Linked DNA regions of Mus musculus: regions 1, 3 and 4 are each linked to region 2. The links are chromatin contacts, called in public HiChIP or PLAC-seq and Micro-C maps. All regions are on one chromosome and are shown on one strand. The core of a region is the stretch at or near the end of the contact, and the rest is flanking DNA. Distances in the headings are between cores, read along the strand shown.

Region 1 (3,026 bases), core at 473-2,972, 170 kb before region 2:
TAGATACTTTACTTCCCATATTTAAATGTAATAAAGTAACCTCAAAATAGCCCGTGGACTATGTCAGCATTCCCTCAAGGCCAATGAAAACATTATTTTTATCAGTAAATACCAGCCAACCACAGCACTCTATGGGAAGGCGAGTATAAGTAGCTATAGCTGAAAGCCATTTGCGCACTCTCTATCATCTTACTTCCCCGAGTCACTACCTACTAAACGCCAGGCTGGTGTGCAGAATAAGAGTATTTAAAGAAAACAGAACAAAATCCTAAAGTCTATAATGTTATTTGTGGTTTTCATTTAAAAGTGAAAATTACAAAAGGTTGTGCCTCCAACTATCACAACTCAAGCACGTACAATATACTTAAGTTTTGTGGAGAATTTTTTCTTCAAATTTTCATTCCCCCCCCCCCCCCCCCCCGTGTGTGTGCTTGGCTGCATGTATGTGTGTCACGTGTGTGTGCGCAGCACCAGTGGAAGCCAGAGGAGGGCATCAGAACCCTTGGGAACTGGAGTTACAGATGGCTGTGAGTCACCATGTGGGTGCACCGACTCAAATCTGGAACTTTTGGAAGAGTAGCCAGAGCTTTTAGCCAGTGAGCCATCACTAGTCCCTTAAGGAGATATGTTTTATAGAAAAATCTGATAAGAGCAATCAAAGCTCACAAGCACAGATCCTCAAAAATCCACCTGACTTAAGACATCAACTTAAAATGTAAATCTACCTACCATATTTACAAATAACTTGCCACAATTTTGAATTTCAATCCAATGTCACAAATTTAAGAATGAAATTTCGGTATGTACAAACAGAAAAGCAGCATAAGGGAGAAGAAAAAGACTTCTTTATTGACCTTGTAGATACTGACTTAGTAGTCTACTATCCCAATACTCTGGAATTTGCTTAACTATTTGGGGGGGGGGGGGGTTCTGTAGGATCTACAAATGTTAACCCAGGTCTTCACGTCTTGTTATTACAATATTTAAAGAACTGTTAACAAGCTTGTTTCTAGGAACCATTTAAATAAAAGCCTACGCTTTTTAAAAATTATTATTACAGCTGTCTAACCGGTAAGAACTGAAAGGCAGTCGGGGAGCCGTTTAGTGCAAACCCTGACCCCCAACCCCAAACCTGCCTTTCCCCTGGGGCTTCTGCACTATCTGGAAACTTCCCGAAGGTTCCTCGGGCTCCACCGTGGCTGGAGTCCAAGGGTGGGCGGGCGAGAGGTGGCTGCCCTTACCTGCTTCTCTGAAGGCCCAGAATCCTTTCCCTGGGCTGCTCTCCACTCTCGAGCCATTTCTGAGTATTTCTCCTTCTCATCCTCCCTCAAGAGCTTGGGGAGAAGAGGGATACAAGAGAGGCGAGCTGTGAGGGTGAGGCGTCCGATCCACACCCCGGTTCTGGAAGGTTCTGTCGGTTGGTCCTGCCCTTGGGCTGTGTCCCCTCCACGGGCTCCCCCCAGGCTGGGTTCCCACCGCGCCCTCCCCGCTGCCCAACTGCCCGCTGCCTCACCGCCCAGTCGGCCGAGCAGTAGGGGATGGCGTCTGCCACGCGGGCCACCGGCAGGCCTCGCCGGCGCAGTTCGGGAATCTTCTCCTGTACGAAGAAATAGTAGGCATTGCGGCTGGCCCTGCGGTTGGGCATGGCGTCGTCGGGCCTCGACGCCCTCCAGAGACGCAGCAAGCAGCCGGCGCCCTTGCCGGGCTCCCGCCCTTAGTAACCGAGCTCGGAGCCTGCGCGCGCTTCAGCCCGGCACTTGGCCAATCAGGGTGCAGCGCGCAGCCGCATTGGGCCCCCTGCTGTGGGGGTGAAAACAGCCTGAAACTGGATTCCACCTCGTGCGTGAGGGGGCGGAGGGGGCGGGAGGGAGGAGGAGCGAGGCGCAGGTGGGGAGAGCACTGTGATTGGCTGACTCGCTTGCCCGGTAGGCGGGGATTGTCACGTGGTAGGCCTGGTACTTTTATTATTATTTTTTCCCTGTACATTGTTGCTTGATGTACCCCGTTAGTAGGAAGAGGACTCGCAGGTGCTTTCGGTTCCTGGGTGTTTCACATTCCCGAACTAGCGAGCTTGTGTAAAGCACTGAGAGGGAAAAGGTGGGGACAGGAGGGTGTTTTCAAGACGACGACAAACAACAACAACAACCACAACATATTTGAAAACTTCTGTTTCACAAAACATCCATGAATAAAGTTTTATAGGCTTTCTTATAAGGTCTGGGTAATTTGGGGAGGGGTCAGTTTTATTAGTAGGTATCATTTTTCGAAGTTATTGTGAAATGCTTTTCTCATCTACTTGGTTACTGCTGACTCAAGGTTGAGCCTGTGTATTTAGTAATAGTGAGTTCTCATACTGGTTCAAACTGTGCTGCTTGATCTTGCCTGGGTTTTCTCATTGCACTTCCCAACTACATTCCTTTGTGTATTCGAGTTACTTAATTTGTGTATAAGTAGAGTTGAAAATTCATTTAAAATTTTTATCTTTTCAGATAACTTGATCATCTTTTCTCTCTGTCACTGACAGATAATCAGCCAGATTAGACCAGATTAAAAGTAGATAATGGCAGGTTTATTTGGAGGCAGCTCTCTGGTGGGTTCATCGGATTTCACAGGTCAAGGTCAGCAAGGTCACATATCCAGGCAAAAACAAGGGTTAGTTTTTTTGTTTGTTTGGTTGGTTGGTTTTTTAATGGGTCTTGGGCATGGGGTGATGACATGTGAGTTAGGAGCTGGTATTTGCCCTTACATGGTCAAAAAGTGAGCCCCTGAGCAGGCACTCATGGGTGGGTTGCTGGAACACTGAGTAGTGAGGTGTTTTTTCTTTGTAGGTGGAGTTGGTGGAAGGGGAATAAACAGGGTTTTCCAGCTTGTGAAGAGACTGAACAGGAGTCCCAGCCTAGCAATGACCTCAGTTTTAATTGTTTGCTAGTAATGTTGCTAAATTTTTCTGGTATTGAACCAGTCAACATTTATAGTATACACTCTTCTTGATCATGAATCGTCGCTGACACTTGAAGTGTTGCTGA
Region 2 (2,902 bases), core at 106-2,605:
CTTCCTCCTTTTGCTCTTCTTTCAGGGTCAAATTCAGAGGGTAGGCCCGGGACTCCATTTCTGCATTCAAGAGTTAGCAGACAATCAGGTGTCAGTGGGAACTAGTCTGTGAGAGGGCGGCTCAGGCACACACACACACACACACACAAACCTGTTTAGGTCAAAGCACTGTCTGCTTCCAGCTGGAAGGAAGGGGTTCAGAAAGGTGGCTGGCTTATTTAATTATTACAGAGGCTGAGGGCAGATAATTTATCTGGCTAACTTCAAATATTTAAAGAGCCCCCTGTGGCACGGAGACCAGAGTAGTTTTCACAGAGCCTCTGTGCAGAAGGGCAGAACTTAGAACAGTGGGTAAATATCCCGGGAAGAGGTTTCAAACAGCTCAGTGATGGGCAGAAGTTCCCACTGCCAGGACTGTTTGAGCACGGAATCAGGACCAGAGGAGGGCGGTGCTGATTTGCTACCACATCAAAGTATCTCAGCCTAGATAGGAAATTTAAATAGTTAGCCCAAAATAGTTATCACCTGGGTTTTCCAGATTCATAGGCGCTGTCCACAAGCTACTTCAGAAACTTAACAGTTTTTCTGCCTCAAAGGACCTCCCAAAGCCAAGTCCATGATGCAGAGAGGGGCGTGCCTGGGTGGCAGAGGCCAACCCAAACCTGGCTGGACTTCTCCTCGCCTCTGGGTCGCAAATCCTCTCTATTCGAAGCCTCCTCAGGCTGGTACAAAGAGGTTCCCCAGAAGAGACTGCGGGCAGCTGCTGGGTATGCAGAGAGTGTGCATCTGTGAGCTCCATTTCCCGGGACTTCCCAAGCAAGGATCTTCCCGGAGTTCAGAGTCAGCTTCTTCAATGTTTCTGGGGTGGGTGGAGGCATGGGGAGGTAGGAACACTCGTGAGGTCACAGGAGTCCCGGGACCTGAACTTGGCCGCGGCCTGTGCCCAGCTGCGGGGCGGGTGGTGGGAGGGGCCGGCACGAAGGTGCTCGCCGCCGCCCTTGCCCGCTCCAGCCATCTTGTCCAACCCTCTCCCGCCACCCCCGCCCACCACTAAGGTCCTCGGTCCACCTGCGGGGCGGCGACAGCCCACGCCGCCTACCTCCCCGGCCGGCCCGCAACAAAGGCGGCGGCGGAGGCGACACTGCCACCGGCGGCCCCCGCCCCACCGTGGCCCAGCCTCCTCCGCCGGCCTCGAGGACGAGCCGCCCGGATCCCGCAGCCCGCGCGCACTCACCCCGGCCGAGCGGGCGGCGTCGCCGCAAAGGGCGACGAAGGCTGTGGCCCGGCATTCACCGCGCCATCGTCTCCACCGCTCCCGCCGCCCCAGCGCGGCCCCTCGGGAGGGAGCGAGGACACGTGGTGGGAGGGGAGGGGTGGGCGGAGCCCAGGGTGTTAGGGGCGGGCTAGGGGCGGTGACGTCAGCAGGTCTCGGCGGCGCTTCCGGCGACCTCGGTGCTTCGAGCCGCGTTAGCCCGGTGGCTGGCTCACTTGCGGCCGCCGAGGTGGGCATTTGCTCGGAGGAACACCGCAGCCTTTCCGCTCAGGCATCCAGAAATGCTCTGTGCGCGGAGGGGTGACCGGGCTCATCGTTCTTGTTCTGTCCAGAACGCTGATCCAAGCATACCAAGAAGCGAACTTGAAGATTTTTGTAGTATTGCCCTTTAACTCCCAAGCATGTAGTTTCCTGGGCGTAGTAGGTGTGAAGAAGTTTTTTCGAGTTGTTTGCCCACAGCTCTGTGGAGAATATAGCAACCATGTTCCAGGAGACCTCGAAAATCTTCTTATTTCAGAAAAAGATTCTACAGTCGGAGATCTGTTTGGACCTTGTTTAAACAAACACCACACACACACACACACACACACACACACACACACACACACACACACACACTTCATACTTATTGAAAATACTAAAAGATTGAGTTCAACTTGGGGGTTGGTGATTTATAGCCAAGGAGAGGAAGGGGTGTGGATGTCAAGAGTGTGGATAATTACTAAGAGGAATTATCAAAGATTGAGGGATTCTTGCTAAACCCACTAAACTGGATTCTGGTTGAAAGCAGACCAGGGTGATCAGATAACAAATGTGCTAAACTGACTTAGGATTCTTGCTTAAATAAGGCTGGGCAAGCAGAGGTGGGGGTGGGGAGCACGGCAGCAGAGGCAGCTCAGGAGAGGGTTCAAGAGCCTGTGGTTAAGAAAAGAATCGTTTTTAAAAATCAAAATATTATTTTAAGTAATATGTGCATGGGTATGTGCTTATGCCTGAAGGCTAGAGTCATGGGATACCACTGTGTTGGAGTTACAGGTAGCTGTGAGCTGCCTGATCGGGGTGCTGGAAACTAAGCTCTGATCCTCTTCAAGAGCAGTGCACTTAACACCCGAGCTGCCTTTACAGCCCCCAGGAGAAGCTGTTGTTAAACATTTTACTTTAAACTTATTGCTTCTGTTCACTAATGTGTGTGTAAGCACAAATGCCAAGGCATAGATGAGCTGTGCTTTTTAATACATATAGTACGACACAGAAGACTCACTCTTGAAATGTTGTTATGGCTGACAAGAGCAAAGAGCAATGATGGCTTAATCACTGCACAGAGATTATTGATATATTGAAAGAGAAGGTTAGGATTCCTTTGTTGTTTTAATGGATAGCTCTTTTGATGTATATATTTATTTATTTTTTTAAGAATCAGGAATGGTGGCTTAAATTAATTGATATTCTCATTTTTAACTTTGCTGAGGGAAATGGCAGTTTCCATTGCAAAAGTGAGAAGGTTGTCAGGAAGAGAGCAGAGGGTGCTGGGCCATTGTTGACACCTTCTCTCAAAGGTGAACATGTGTTCCGAAGTAAGAAAAAAAGCAATGCTAAGTTTTAGTCTTTGAGAGTCATACACACACACAC
Region 3 (3,119 bases), core at 81-2,580, 260 kb before region 2:
AAACAGAGGATCCTTTTTCCTCTTTTTCCTTTACACTACTTGGCAGAAGCTCTTTTAAATTGTATGTGGTAGTTGTTGGACTCATAGAAAGCCTTATAGCGTGTCAGACTACACTGCGGTTATCAACTAATGCTGCCTAAAGAATAGGCAAGACCTCTTCCACCCCGCCACCATGTGGCAACCAGTGGTAATGCAGGCAGGCGTCTTAGACTTCGCCCGGCGTTCTCCCAACGCACACCACACACTCAGACACTTTGCTCTTTCCTGTGAAGACGTGAGATATTATAAAGCACTTAGCAAGTTGCTTCTTGACAGCGCACCGTGAACACCTCAGGTTTCAACGCTTTTTTTTAGCTCTTGTTTGAACAAGCAATACTACAATATACCCCTTTATCTCACTTTGTGTAGAGGTATGAATAAAAATCATAAGTTATATATACATATGAGGATTATATATACACAGACTTGTATAACATTTGGGTTCTTTAAATACCTGGCCTGCCTTTTTTGACAGAGGATTTCAAACAAATGGCAAGAATCGGTGTAAATCTGAAACCTGATTCTGCTGGTCCTCCAACCAAACTCCGGCCCGTACATCAAGGACCACCTACTTTTAAAGACAATCAGATTAACCCGAAGAGTTAAGGCTACACGTTTAATATGAGAGTATGGAATTCGTTGAAACTAACCTCTTGCTTTAAAAAAAATTACATGTTAATAAACCCAGCAATATTCTTTGTGAAAAGTTTTCTTTCTCGGTGTCTATATAACTAGATAATTTTTACAAGAGAATGACTTTAATTATACGGGGCGGCTCATTCTGGGGAGGCTAGCAGGAAACTCCGACCTTAGCCCCGGGGAGCTAGCCTTGTCTAGCTCACCTGCAGGAAGCCCCTAAGTCAGAAGACTCAGCAGCCTGTGCGGCAGGTGTTAAATCCTTGTCCTGGCCTCTGGCGCCCCCTGACGTCTTCAAAGGGAACAGACGGCATCTGAGAGGCTTTGAAGCCTAACACATCCCCTCCCACCCTCCATGGCCTCTCCCTCAGTAATTACTCAGGTAACCTTCTGTTTGTAAAACAGGCCACGTGAGAACAAGACCCTCTCCCTTGTGAGTTTCTGCTCCCTCGCCAGTCCTCTTGGCTCCCGCCCGCGGGCTCTTTAAACTAGATCTAACTCGAGATCCCGGCTGTTTGTGATTGGGGCGCTGAAGATCTGGAGAGAGAGGGCCCGGGTGTGCCTGGCACAGGGCCCGCAGGAAGTTTAGAGCCTGTGGTCAAGGGCCTGGAGCGAAAGATCTCGACTCAGTCCTCTTGAAAGCATATCTCTCTTGCTGGCCATCACCCTGGCGGGCAGTTTCTGGAGTTCCTGTTCAGACCACACCCAAGGAGTGGATGAAGCAGGTGCTAGTTTTCCAAACAGGCGCCTTTGCCTTTTACGCCTCAGCAGTTGGTCTCTGGCACTTTCCTTCCCACTTCTGTCTGTATCCGACAACTCCACCCCGCCCCGACCAACCAACCAACCAACCAACCAACCAACCAACCAACCAACCAAAAACTAGCTTGGGGGGTGGGTGGTGTCCCTCTGCTATTCCACCACTTAGTCTAATGAGTGTATGGGAGTTTGCCGCTGCGCCTCCTGCTAAAGGCATGCCTGAGAGTGAGGTTGGCTAGGTAAGGGCCCTGCAAGGTTCTGGTGTGCGGCCCAGGAGGGAGAGAGAACCACAGCAGGAAGGAATGCTCAGAGGGTAGGTTCGCCTCCCCTTCACCGCCAGTCTCAGGTCTGCTAACTCCCGGGCGGGCGGGCAGGATGCTGCAGGAGCCTAAGTAGCCAACCTCTGGCAGGTGTTCTGCTCACCTGCTCCTGCAGGCTGGCCTTTGATCCTCAGGAGCTAGGGTTTTGTTTGGCGATTCGGGAGTGCCTCTAATGTGTCCCCGTGGTTGGTGGTTACCATCCGCCCCATACCTGGCTGGCCCAGCTGTGTCAGCAGATGCAAGGCACTCTTAATAATAGCCTGCTTATTTCCAAGAAGAAATTATGCAGCTGCTGGAGTGGAAGAGAGGAGTCGGGGACAATTCCTCTGACAACTTCCAGGTGGGTTAAGACTGGCATTAACCCTCAAGATGGGTGACCATGTGCCTGAACTGGGCATGCAAGCCATCCAAAATGGCATGTGACAAAGGTAGAAGGGTCGGAGGACCTCAGAGACAACTTCCTCCACCAAGTGCTCTCCCTTCCTCGCCCCTAACGATGCTTCCTGGAGTCTCATGGATTCTTCCTGCTTCTTGCCTCTGAGCCTTTGCACATGTTGTTCCTCTGTTCGGCATGCTTGTCTCTGCTCTAATTCCTGTCACCTCCTTCACCATGGTGACCTTCAGGCCACAGCCCAGAATTATGCATTGGGTCATGGTTCTCTGGCCCAGAAGTCCCATCTCCTGCTCTGCCATTGTTTCGTTGTCTTCTGTACCCCCACTAGATTCCTTGACTGACTCAGAGTGCCACCATAGTACCCAGAACTGTTAGGCAGAACCTAATAACGTCTACAGAGCCACCCACTCCACCCAACGTGACATTGACAAGGTTGAGGAAAAGTCACAGGCTTGGAGTCTCAAGAAGCTAGTGCGGATGCTTTGCAGTGGCTGCTGGGATTTATAAACCCCTGCCTTTGGTATTCCTTGGTCACCTCTGCCCACTCCCATGTCTTCAGTCACATTCTTCACCCAGTGGGGAAGCTCTGCACTACCTGGGGTCCCGTTGATTGCATTTTTAATAAAATAAATAATAAAAGAAAATTAACTATAAATTATAAATAAATATTGTAAACAAATATATTATAAATAAATTATAAATTACAAATAAATTAATAAAATAAATAAAAATAAAATGCAAAGTAGGGGAGAGGGCAATGGTGGATCCACAGAGAACAGTCCCAAGAAGCAGAGGGATACAGAGATCGTCTAGCCTAGGGTGAGGAACCCAGGCTGGCGTCAGCCCACAACCTGCCTGCCCTATGGTTCCAAGGCATTATTAAAACCAGAAGGGAGGGAGGAGCTGTCCAGGGGGAGTGACTCGGATGGGGGTGGGGTGGGGGAGAAACCATGATCAATATACATTGCATACAT
Region 4 (2,961 bases), core at 259-2,758, 220 kb after region 2:
GTAGTCGACGAATGTTACTCGGCGATGGTCTTGGAGAATTTTCTTAGAGCTGGAGTGGGGATGGAAACACAACAAACATCAGACTTCAGTCCTGTCATCCCTGGGTTTCCAGTACAATTTTCTTTTATTTGCTTCTTTGCTGTTTTACACGTGTCAAATCTTAATTTAATAAACTTTCTTCAACTCCCTTAGGCACAATATGGTCTCTCAACACATGTTGTGAATCTCTGAGGGTTTTAAAGTTCCCACATACTCAGAAGAGTGACAAAAATATATAAAAAGGAATGACATCTTACATCTGGATTTCCCTTATACATTCAGAATCCAGATCCATCATGTGAATTAAACTACCAAGGAGTACATATAAGCCGTAGTATATGAAACTCCATTGCTTACTTCTTGATTCCAATCTACATAAACTATCTTCTCTAGATACTAATTCTGTATACAATTATTCCTTTTGGTTATTGGTATGTAAACATGTTACTAATTTTGTAAATTGTAAATACCTGAGAATAAAAGGCCCCTCTTCAAGACACCTACTAGTCCCAGTACTCAGGAGGCCAAGGAAAGAGAATTACAATAAGTTCAAGGTCAGCCTGGGCTATGAAATGAGTTCAAAGCTAGCTTAGGCTACGAAATGAAGCCCCATCTCAAAAAAAAAAAATATGCCAAACAAGAGACCACCTTGTCAAATTATCCCTGGGTAAAAGAAACACAAATAGACAGTGCCTTGACTTAAAATAAATAAATAAATAAAAACTTTTCACAATGTTGAGAGGAGATAAATTTGTATTATTTAAGATAAACATAAAAAGAGTGAATGAAAGTAGCCAAGTGAGGGAGAAATAAATGTATGCAGGCTAAGTAAGGCAGCAGTATGGCTCTTATCACCAAATTCATGGATGCAGGGGAGGAGTGGTCATCATTGATCTTACCCAGCTGTGAACCTTAGTGAAAGGCAATTCCAATCTGCCAGGCAAGCCTTGGTCACTGGTACCACAGCAGCAAGAATGATATGTGAGCAACCACCACCCTCTGATTGGATCTGAGGCCTGCTCCACAGGAGGAAATGCATGCCTCATCCTAGACACTCAGCCATAACTCCATGAGTGAAGAGTTTCAAGGCCATAGGAGAGTATTTACTAGTGTGTAGTTAAACTTGTGTGACTCCAAATTGCTTTCTAGATATTTGTGTTTATACTCTTACACAAATATTGCTACTCTCAGCCTTAATCCACAGTTTCTCTTTGTAATGGGTGGTGGTGAGTTCATGACTTGTGGGTCTGAGAACAGGCAATGGATAAGCACTCAACCCTAAGCAGGGTATTTGTATCACACACTTTAAGGCTTAGGAAATACCAAGGAGGACCAGAAGATAAACCAGATCTGCCAGAAGAGGAAGAGAAGGGCTGCAGGATGCTATTTTCTGGGTATGATGCACCCTTCTTTGTTCTGTTTTTAAAATTTTAAAACATTACCCAGGGTTACCTAAGAGAACGTTCATGCAAGTATATGATCTATTTTAAGCTTATGACCCCTGACTTCCCTACACTTCCTCTCTCACGCCATTGTTCCCTTTAGTTACACAGATTGTTTTGTTCCTATTTCCATGTCACCAACACATATGATTTTATGTATCTGTACTGTCTGGGACAACAAATGAGGGAAAAATACAATACAACTACCCTTTTCATTTATATCTATACTCTTGCAAGTGGCATACCTTATTCTTGTTTAGGACTAAAAACTCCATTGTGAACAAAATACACATTTTAACTCTATTTCCGTGGATGCCTACATCTTGTCTCTAACCTAGCTACTGTGACTAGGGATTGCAATACATGCTAATGTCCAGTTTGACTCTGTGATGCCTGGAGTTTTTGGGTAAATGCTGAGAAGTGGTATATCTGGTAGGTACAAGTTAAGGTTTTAAAAAAACTCTATTCTTATTTCCACAGTGAGTTTACCTTCTACTCATCATGTAGACTTGGTGTTCTGTGGTTATTTAACTCATAATGTCAGATTTAGGTTCCACAGTCAGCTCCATGTGAAAAATGATGTCACTGAACTAAAATTATCATATTAGGGCTCATTTAGTTGCAAACTATATAAAGAGTAAAATCAAATATCCCCCTCTGAACATGTTTCATTTACTTTAACAGAAAAGTAGGCTCCTTACCCTTTGGCCATTATTTGATGATTCTTTCTGTTGATGTCGGCTATCATGGCTCTCCTTGAGGGCAACTTTTTTATTCCTGAGAAAACAATATATAAACATTGAAAGGTTGACAGGAGGACCAAGGTACACACATAAACAAAAATAAAGGTTTTGAAATAGAATGAAATTGTCAGACCTCTATAAAATTAATAATCAAAACCTCATGTTTAAGGAGCTCCAAAGGAAGAGAATTTCTTTTACACCGTCATGCCCAGGATGTCACTTACGTTACCTAGCTTTCCTTTAAGATAAAAAGTGTTTAAACTTTTCTTAGTTTAAATGTACACTCAACATCCCTGAATACTATGAATGCCTTTGAGGTGTTTTTTATTGTCTTTCAAAGATCCTTAACCTAACCTGGGACGTGACTCAAGGTCTCATGTATAAGAACATTGCCTAGCATTGAGCTTACATCCCAAATGCATTTTTTCTGTGTGTTGAGTTAAGAGAAGATCTCTTAGTTTTTATTGTGCTTTCTGAAAGTACATACTGATGGAAGAGCACCCTGCACTTTGACAACTACATTTTGAAAGGAGATCAAGTAATTGCACACAGAAATTCTGCATGTATGAATGTGCCACAGACAAAGAAGATACAACAAACAGAATGTTAAATTATGCTAGAGAGACAAGACAGAGTGTAGCAGACATGATACTTATAAACTGTTTGCCTTGTTGCTTCTCCAGGTGCCACATGGTGTGAGTATCTGCAAAAATATGACCTACACACAATTGTCCTCA

Evidence for each region. A called contact is a pair of places that touch in the nucleus more often than the background predicts. HiChIP or PLAC-seq counts read pairs in DNA pulled down with a chosen protein or histone mark.
Region 1: a Micro-C map of embryonic stem cells shows a contact between it and region 2, with 4 times the contacts expected there. The contact joins the promoter of Mael here to the promoter of Pogk in region 2. A contact is called at or near these places in 12 of 39 promoter capture datasets (the 3T3-L1 cell line, 3T3-L1-derived adipocytes, cranial neural crest and 6 more), 3 of 484 Hi-C or Micro-C datasets (all in embryonic stem cells) and 3 of 9 other capture datasets (adipose tissue, liver and pancreatic islet).
Region 3: an H3K27ac HiChIP or PLAC-seq map of embryonic stem cells shows a contact between it and region 2, with 3 times the contacts expected there. The contact joins the enhancer-like site here to the promoter of Pogk in region 2. A contact is called at or near these places in 3 of 39 promoter capture datasets (the 3T3-L1 cell line, frontonasal cranial neural crest and stem cell-derived epiblast-like cells), 3 of 484 Hi-C or Micro-C datasets (all in embryonic stem cells), 6 of 115 datasets of contacts at active chromatin or transcription factors (craniofacial prominence, embryonic forebrain, embryonic stem cells and 3 more) and 2 of 9 other capture datasets (embryonic stem cells and liver).
Region 4: an H3K4me3 HiChIP or PLAC-seq map of bone marrow-derived macrophages shows a contact between it and region 2, with 3 times the contacts expected there. The contact joins the enhancer-like site here to the promoter of Pogk in region 2. A contact is called at or near these places in 4 of 39 promoter capture datasets (the HPC-7 cell line, cranial neural crest, embryonic stem cells and 1 more), 1 of 484 Hi-C or Micro-C datasets (bone marrow-derived macrophages) and 2 of 115 datasets of contacts at active chromatin or transcription factors (both in bone marrow-derived macrophages).

The regions. Positions count from the first base shown.
Region 1 is chr1:166,237,022-166,240,047 of GRCm38.p6, forward strand. It overlaps Mael (maelstrom spermatogenic transposon silencer), which reads right to left and starts at 1,723. Exons shown (of 12, transcript NM_175296.4): 1 at 1,514-1,723; 2 at 1,242-1,334. The coding sequence starts at 1,645.
Region 2 is chr1:166,408,473-166,411,374 of GRCm38.p6, forward strand. It overlaps Pogk (pogo transposable element with KRAB domain), which reads right to left and starts at 1,356. Exons shown (of 6, transcript NM_175170.4): 1 at 1,235-1,356; 2 at 526-859; 3 at 1-60. The coding sequence starts at 544.
Region 3 is chr1:166,153,396-166,156,514 of GRCm38.p6, forward strand. All of the region lies in intron 3 of Gpa33 (glycoprotein A33 (transmembrane)), which reads left to right. Among named protein-coding and RNA genes, the nearest start is that of Gpa33, 25 kb to the left of the region's middle. Within about 2 kb of position 1,331, at least 34 of the 459 cell types and tissues checked have an H3K27ac peak or open chromatin away from gene starts, as enhancers often do. A contact at or near this core is called in embryonic stem cells, where this site is marked.
Region 4 is chr1:166,630,478-166,633,438 of GRCm38.p6, forward strand. It overlaps Gm4847 (predicted gene 4847), which reads right to left. Exons shown (of 9, transcript NM_001164312.1): 8 at 2,183-2,258; 9 at 1-49. Among named protein-coding and RNA genes, the nearest start is that of Gm4847, 16 kb to the right of the region's middle. Within about 2 kb of position 1,509, at least 5 of the 459 cell types and tissues checked have an H3K27ac peak or open chromatin away from gene starts, as enhancers often do. A contact at or near this core is called in bone marrow-derived macrophages, where this site is marked.